Regions from separate parts of the Gossypium hirsutum genome. Here region 2 is linked to region 1. A link is a contact called in public Hi-C data. All regions are on one chromosome and are shown on one strand. The core of a region is the stretch at or near the end of the contact, and the rest is flanking DNA. Distances in the headings are between cores, read along the strand shown.

Region 1 (3,380 bases), core at 411-2,910:
TTGAGACCAGTGAATTACTCACAGAGGGTGCGGTATACTGATCATTTTTGGTTCCGGGGAAGGTTACTGCCGAATGCTTAGCGGAATCCAGGTTACCCACTTCCACTACTTCGGCTTCTTTTTCATTTTTGGAGGTCAGGAGATGCTGCTTTGTTGAAGACTCTCCCCCAGCAGGAAGAACGGTCTCAGCGACACTGTCCACACGTTCTACTATAGGGACTCAGCTACTGTTCCCCTATCAGCTGAATCCGTCTGGCCCACTTGCTGGTCACCCTGTTCCACTAGTATCTGGCCTGTCTTGAGCCCAACCCCAAGGCAATCCCTTCCAAAGCCATCGCATTCCTGTTACCACTATTATTATCCAGGTTGGGTTCTAAAATAAGCCAGCAGTTTTTTTAAAAATCGGGCCTGGTCCGGTATTAGGGCCTACAACCTTTTGTTTGCCCTTATTGGAATTTTTTACAAAATCATTCAGCCTATTAATTTTCGGGTCAACGCCTTTAATATACTGATTTCTGGGAGAAATTTCTTTCTCTTTAGAGTTTTGAAAGTCTGCCACTTCTCCATCATTAAATTCATTGTTTAAATCCCTATTATTTAGGCAACTGAATCGGGATCCTTCCCTTTTCTTTTCTTGAATTTCGGCAGATTTTTGAAAATTATCACGAAATTTATGCCTTGATTTCCTCTCAACAATCATCCACAACCCGTAACTCTCGTCTTTCTTCTCCGATTCTTCCATGGCCAACTTCTGGTTTTCCGGTACCGTTGCAGACAAATCATGATTCGCCTCAACCGTGGGTTTAGGACTTTTAAAAATACAGAGATTTTCCACATGTCCATACCTTCCAAAATGAAAACAGATAGTAGATAAAGCTTCATATTCCACTTTTTGCGTTCTACCATTGATCAAAATTTGTGATACCAAAGGTTCGCCCAGATTAACATAAACTGTTAATCTAGCAAAATGTCCCCTCGTCCTGCTGTCGGTATTTAAATCAAGCTTAACCACTTTACCAACTACTTCCCCAAATTCTGAAATGATTTTCCTGTTATATTAGTAGCTCGAAAGAGCTAGGAATCTGATCCATGCCATCACAACTCTTGGAAAATTCTGAGAAGGACCGAAACCCATCGTCTATGGTTGTACTGTCAAATACTGACCAAATATGATCGATGGTCCTTCAGCTAGGGCCTTTTTGAAATCCATCTTATTTTGAAATTTCACTAGAAAGTATCCATTCTCGATATCCATCATGTGCATAGGTGCTGTGGGTCTCCACAAATCGTAAATTTTATTCTGCAAAACTGTGAATCCCATATTCCGGCCTAGAAGTTTTAAAATCACAGTATTATCCATGCCTTGAACAAGGATTTGATGGATTCTGTCTGAGAAAGTTATGGAGGGTACGCCATTCACAAATGTCTTTTGGACGTCCCCTTCCAATATATCAATATTATCATTATCAACCAAACTATTGAAGACATCTTTTGAGGACTGTCCGACGAGTTTATCTCTCCAAGAAGTGAGTTGATCTGAGGGCGTATCGACCATTATTCCGCTCGTCGCCTCCTCTTCCTTATCCCGAAATCTGACCTTCTTAGGAATCAATTCCTCAACAATAGAACTTCCAAGACCAGAGTTCTCACCAAAAGTCATTTTTTTTTAATTTTAATTTTTTTAATTTTAAAATTTTATGATAATTTTTTATTCAAACATAAAATCAATGTCCAAATTCTTTAATGAACAAATTTACACTTAGAAATAACAATATCATTATAGCATAAAATAATTATGATTGGTATAAATATTGTTCAATATTAATATGATGGCTTTCTAAAATTAAATTTCAGTAAGGAACTTAAAGTGACAAACACAATTAAAAAAGTATTCAGAATTAATTATTGATAGAAAAACTATCAAATACAATAAAAAAGAAGTCCAAAATCATAATAGTAAAATAAAGAAAAAAAAGCACTTGCTCGATAGTTGAATAAAAAACATTGAAATAAAAAATATAATTACCATAAAAAAATTAACAAAAAGCCAATAAAGAAAAAATATTTATTAAATAATATATATTTTAAAATACTCAATTTGTCTTTAAGAAATATATTATATTCTCGTATTGCCACTATTTACTCATAAAAGTTGCTCAAATTATATATTAATTGATGGCTTTCGAATCCATAAAAAATAATATTTTTTATGTTTAAACCATAAATAAATAGCAATATAGAGAGTACGACCGATCCTACAGAGATTAGAATATCTAAAATTGTTGTTTCGGTTTAACTAAGTTGTGCACCAGACAATTATTATGCCCACAACATGTGACGATTTGTGCAAAAGTAAAAATGATGGATTTAAATATGATAAAGGTAAAAATAATTAAAATCTAGATAACAATAGAAATAAGCATAAAAGAAGTTAAATTAAATAAACCAATATAATGAAATTTCTAGCTTCAATCTCGATTTTGCCATGATTTCAAACTGATACTTGATAATAAGTCTCCTCCTTTAACTGAAAAGTCGATTATAGTGAATGAGGACGCCCAGACCACCAATCCTTCTGTAGTTTTACTTAACGAATAACCACGAAACACGTGTCCATGATTTAGCTCTTCAGTAGCTTTGGAAACTAGAAGGGTCTAACTTGAACCAACAACCTCAACTGCGCAGGTTGTTTAAACCTGATTGCTATTTCCTTTGACGGATCCAACTAACCACTTAATTGGACACACCAACGTGTTCTCCGATAGACCAAATATGATAGACGATCATATCACTTCTTCCAACTCTATGTTTATCAACACCGAATTAATGAGCTCTTTTTAATTTGATATCAATACAATTTTATAAGACGATGATACTTATATCTTAAATTAGAAAAATAACAAATACCAATACGGAAGTTTTTAAGTGTGGTTACGAATTTATTAACTCTCTACCGGCCTAAAACTAAATATAAATTTTAAATTAAAAGTTTAACAAAAATTAATTGAAAATAAAATGAAATTGAAAGGGCCTTGCGCAATATTGCGCAAGAAAAAATAAAGAACATGAAACAGAATTAAAAAGGTAGTAATTCCTATTGAAATTCCAATTACAGGGGGCACACCCCTCCCACGCATATATATATTAAAATATAAATGTCTAATTCTACTTCAACTCTTTACCTTTTTTTTATATTTTTATTTTGAGTTTAAAATGACCTGATACATTCATTCAATTGAAAAGGCTAAGCAAAAAACAGAAATCTACATGGCCTCCATATTTCACTCATCCATGATCTCTGATAGGCAGTGCATCGTGCCCTAATTACATTAAATCTAATCTCATAAATGTAAAAGCAATAGAACAAAAAAGAAACCAAA
Region 2 (3,554 bases), core at 495-2,994, 310 kb before region 1:
TATCCAAGTTCTGAGAGTTGTTGGATTCCCTCGTCGATTCAAGAACTGGATAATCGGTGGCTAGAAATGGGGTCTAGTATGGTGCAAAAGAGTTTGAGAGGGGGGCCATTTTTCCATACCTAATCATATTTAGGGATGAGTGTACTCTTAAGTGTCTTGAATATGGCTGGAATTCATGGGGTATTTGAGCATCATCCCAAATGCAATAGCTGCAACCTACTCATTTCAATTTTTCTGTTAATCTTCTATTCATTAAAGGGTTTGCTAAATCGGTCATGATTATTAGCAACATCTTAGAGTTCATTTAAAAAAACTTTCCATTGATTTATGTAGGATATTGAGAGAGAGCACTTAGTAGGCCTGTTCATGGGTGGGGCCACTTGGCCCGGCCGAAGGCCTATTCGAAATGTAAGAGGGTTTGGGCAAAAATATATGCCTAAAAAATGGGCTTGGACAAAAATTAAGGCCCGTCTAAAAATGGGTCGGGCCTCGAGTAAGACATTTTTCGTCCAAGCCGGCTTGAATTCACTAAAGGATAATTTTTTTAATATTATTTTTTATTGTTTTCTCCCTATTTTGCTACCATTTTACTATTATATTGCTACTATTTTGTTGTTATTGTTTGGATATTGTATAAAACTTATTTTATTGTTAATTTTATTATTATTTTAAAAATATTTGTTAATTTTGTTATTATTTTAGAGGCATTTGCTTGTTAAGTTGTATCTATCATAGTGTTATTTAAGTATACATATTTTGAAATTTTATTTTCAATTTGTTGGGAAATATTTATTTTGGTGTTTTTAGTATTTTTGATGTATTATATATATTTTAAAATAATATAAAAATTAATATGGGGGGCCGGGCTGGGCCTGAGTTATAACATTTTTATCTTGGTAGAACTTAGAAAAAACTTTAGGCACATTTTTAGGGTTGGGCCGGGCTCGAGCATAGCAAACAGGCTAAAATTTTTAGTTGAGCCCAACTTAGCCCGACCCATGCACACCTCGCAAGTGCATTTTGTTTTTGTTTTTATATTCTGATTGAATGATTTCTAAGTTTTAAGGTATTTCTTTTTTATAAATATTGTTGTTATTAATTTTTAAAATTTAGAATTTTTCATGTAAAAAATTGCACTTCCAAAGTAATGAAATTCCAAGAATTAAATTTTTTTTCATTGCAACACTAATTTTCCACTAAACCTGAATATTAATTCAGGTTCAGTATAATATTATTTATATAGTTACATGGTTGTTAAATAATTTTTTATTTTAAAATGTTACATTAATAAATTTTAAAAAAAATTAACAATTAAATCTAAAAAGTGTAAAGATTAAATTTATAGAAGTAAAAGTATAACGACTTATATTATATTTTAACATCTTATTAATTTTAATCCATATTTTATTATTTAATATAAACATAATTTGTAAAAGAAAAATTATATTGTTTATCCTCCCTATTATGATCAATGATCAGCATTCGTAATTATCTGTCTCTAAAGTTCGATTCCATGTTTTTTTTTTTAGAAATTCAATATGTTTTATTATTGCATGCGTTGGTAATTTATAAAATATTTTAATATTATTATTCATAATCCAAGTATTACCAGTTACCACTATTATTGATCTGGCTATCTATCCTGGGGAGCTTATACGCTTCGTTTTGGCATTTAGACAGATGTCAAAAATCTTGGACCGATTACATTTTGAGCCGAGTTCAAACGCGAATTTTAACCGCACCGCTTTTAATAATCCATTCAACAAATAAAAATAAAATAATCATTCCACTTTCTTCCACATTTCACAGTTCGTGAAGGGCAAGCAAACCAAAAAGCCTAAAATAGTTATTGACTTTGAACTTTATCTTTTCTTAGATTCAAGGATTGAAAGATCAAAGAGAAGCAAAACGAGAGCGTGATTTATCAAATTCGACAAAAAAAAAGTAATAAATCGAACGGAAATGGAGAAAGAGAGCGAGTTGATTCGGCGATGTATAGAAGCAGCTTGCCAAAGCAAAGAGAGCGTGGAGAAATGGCGGAGACAAAGAAGAACTCTGGAGCGATTGCCTTCTCACCTTTCTCAGTCTCTGCTTCGGAACCTCCTCCGTCGTCGCCTTCTCTTCCCTTCCTTGCTCGAGTACATTAACATTCCTTCATTATCACTTCAATTTTTCTTATATTTTTTTTCTGTTTTCTATTAGCTCAATTGTTAGATGTTACATTTCTAAACTAGATCTGAATTGTCTGCCAAAGAAGAATAAGCTGTGAATTGGAATTTATGTATTTTTATTTATTTTTCAGTTTAATTTTGAAACTTTGCTAACTGGTCCCTGTTGAAGTAGATTATTCATTTCATTTGATAATGCAGAGTGTTCAAATATAGTGTGGAGGAGATAGATCTTAGAGGAGAGAATTCTGTTGATGCGGAATGGATGGCGTATTTAGGCGCATTTCGTTATCTACGATTACTTAATCTCGGTGATTGTCACAGAATTAATAATTCTGCTATTTGGTCCATAGTAGGTATGTTTTTGAGTTTTTCATTTTTTAAAAATGTACAGAAATTATAAGAAGTTATCTGTTTGAATATGAAGCTATTTTAGATGCACTAAAAGAATAACTATTAAAAGAAATGGAGATCAAAGCTCATTTTTTTTTTCATATTGATAAGCTCAATATCTTTTAAAAATTTGTAGTTTTTTTTCTTTCTTTCGTGGTTTTAGGGATGACTAGTCTAAAGGAGGTGGACCTTTCGCGATGCATGAAGGTTACTGATGCTGGCGTTAAACACCTTATATCCATTTCAACTTTGGAAAAGTTATGGATTTCAGAGACTGGGGTAACTGCGAATGGGGTTGCGCTGCTTGCATCACTTAAGAATTTGTCTGTATTAGACTTGGGTGGTTTGCCTGTTACAGATTCCGCATTGAAGTCTCTTCAGGTATTCTTTCTTTACATGTACATATTCTGTATTCTTGCTTGAAAAGTTACTCTATATTTTATCATTGGCTGAAGGATGCAATAATCCATAATCATTTCTGAAATTACTGAGCATCTATGCCTCTTGAGTTTTGCTGGAGTCTGTGAACTTTGTTATGGTAAATACTGTTTCTTGTACGTACTTCATTTAGATGAGAACTTGGGTGTATCAGTTGTTAAATTGTGTTAGTGAGTTTCTTCGCAGTTGAAATCATTGTAAGAACTAGATGAGCTAAGTTATGTTTCAATTACCATAGATTGCTATTTTTAGCTCAAGTTTGGTGGTTCCATTTTGAAAGATTGAATTTTAAATGATTGATTCTAAGATATTATAGTTAGTTCCATTTTCAGGGTAAAATATTCAGGTTAAAATGAGTTATGGTGGCTGTTTTGTTTTAGGCATTGACAAAGCTACGGTACCTTGATCTTTGGGGGAGTAAAATATCTAACCAAGGGGCTTTGGTCCTTCAAAGGTTCCCCAAACTGAGCTTCCTCAATCTTGCTTGGACCAATGTTACACGCTTTCCAAATTTGTCTGCTCTTGAATGTTTGAATATGAGTAATTGTACCATTG

Evidence for each region. Hi-C and Micro-C count contacts between places; a contact is called where the count stands out from the background.
Region 2: a Hi-C map of leaf shows a contact between it and region 1, with 2.2 times the contacts expected there. The contact joins the promoter of LOC107952075 here to the promoter of LOC107952485 in region 1. A contact is called at or near these places in 2 of 34 Hi-C or Micro-C datasets (anther and leaf).

The regions. Positions count from the first base shown.
Region 1 is chrA02:46,674,632-46,678,011 of Gossypium_hirsutum_v2.1, reverse strand. LOC107952485 reads right to left here and starts at 1,660. Exons shown (of 3, transcript XM_016887736.1): 1 at 1,165-1,660; 2 at 434-1,035; 3 at 211-342. The coding sequence starts at 1,660. The coding sequence ends at 211.
Region 2 is chrA02:46,987,957-46,991,510 of Gossypium_hirsutum_v2.1, reverse strand. LOC107952075 (receptor-like protein 53) reads left to right here and starts at 1,744. Exons shown (of 8, transcript XM_041085603.1): 1 at 1,744-2,138; 2 at 2,370-2,524; 3 at 2,725-2,942; 4 at 3,380-3,554. The coding sequence starts at 1,963.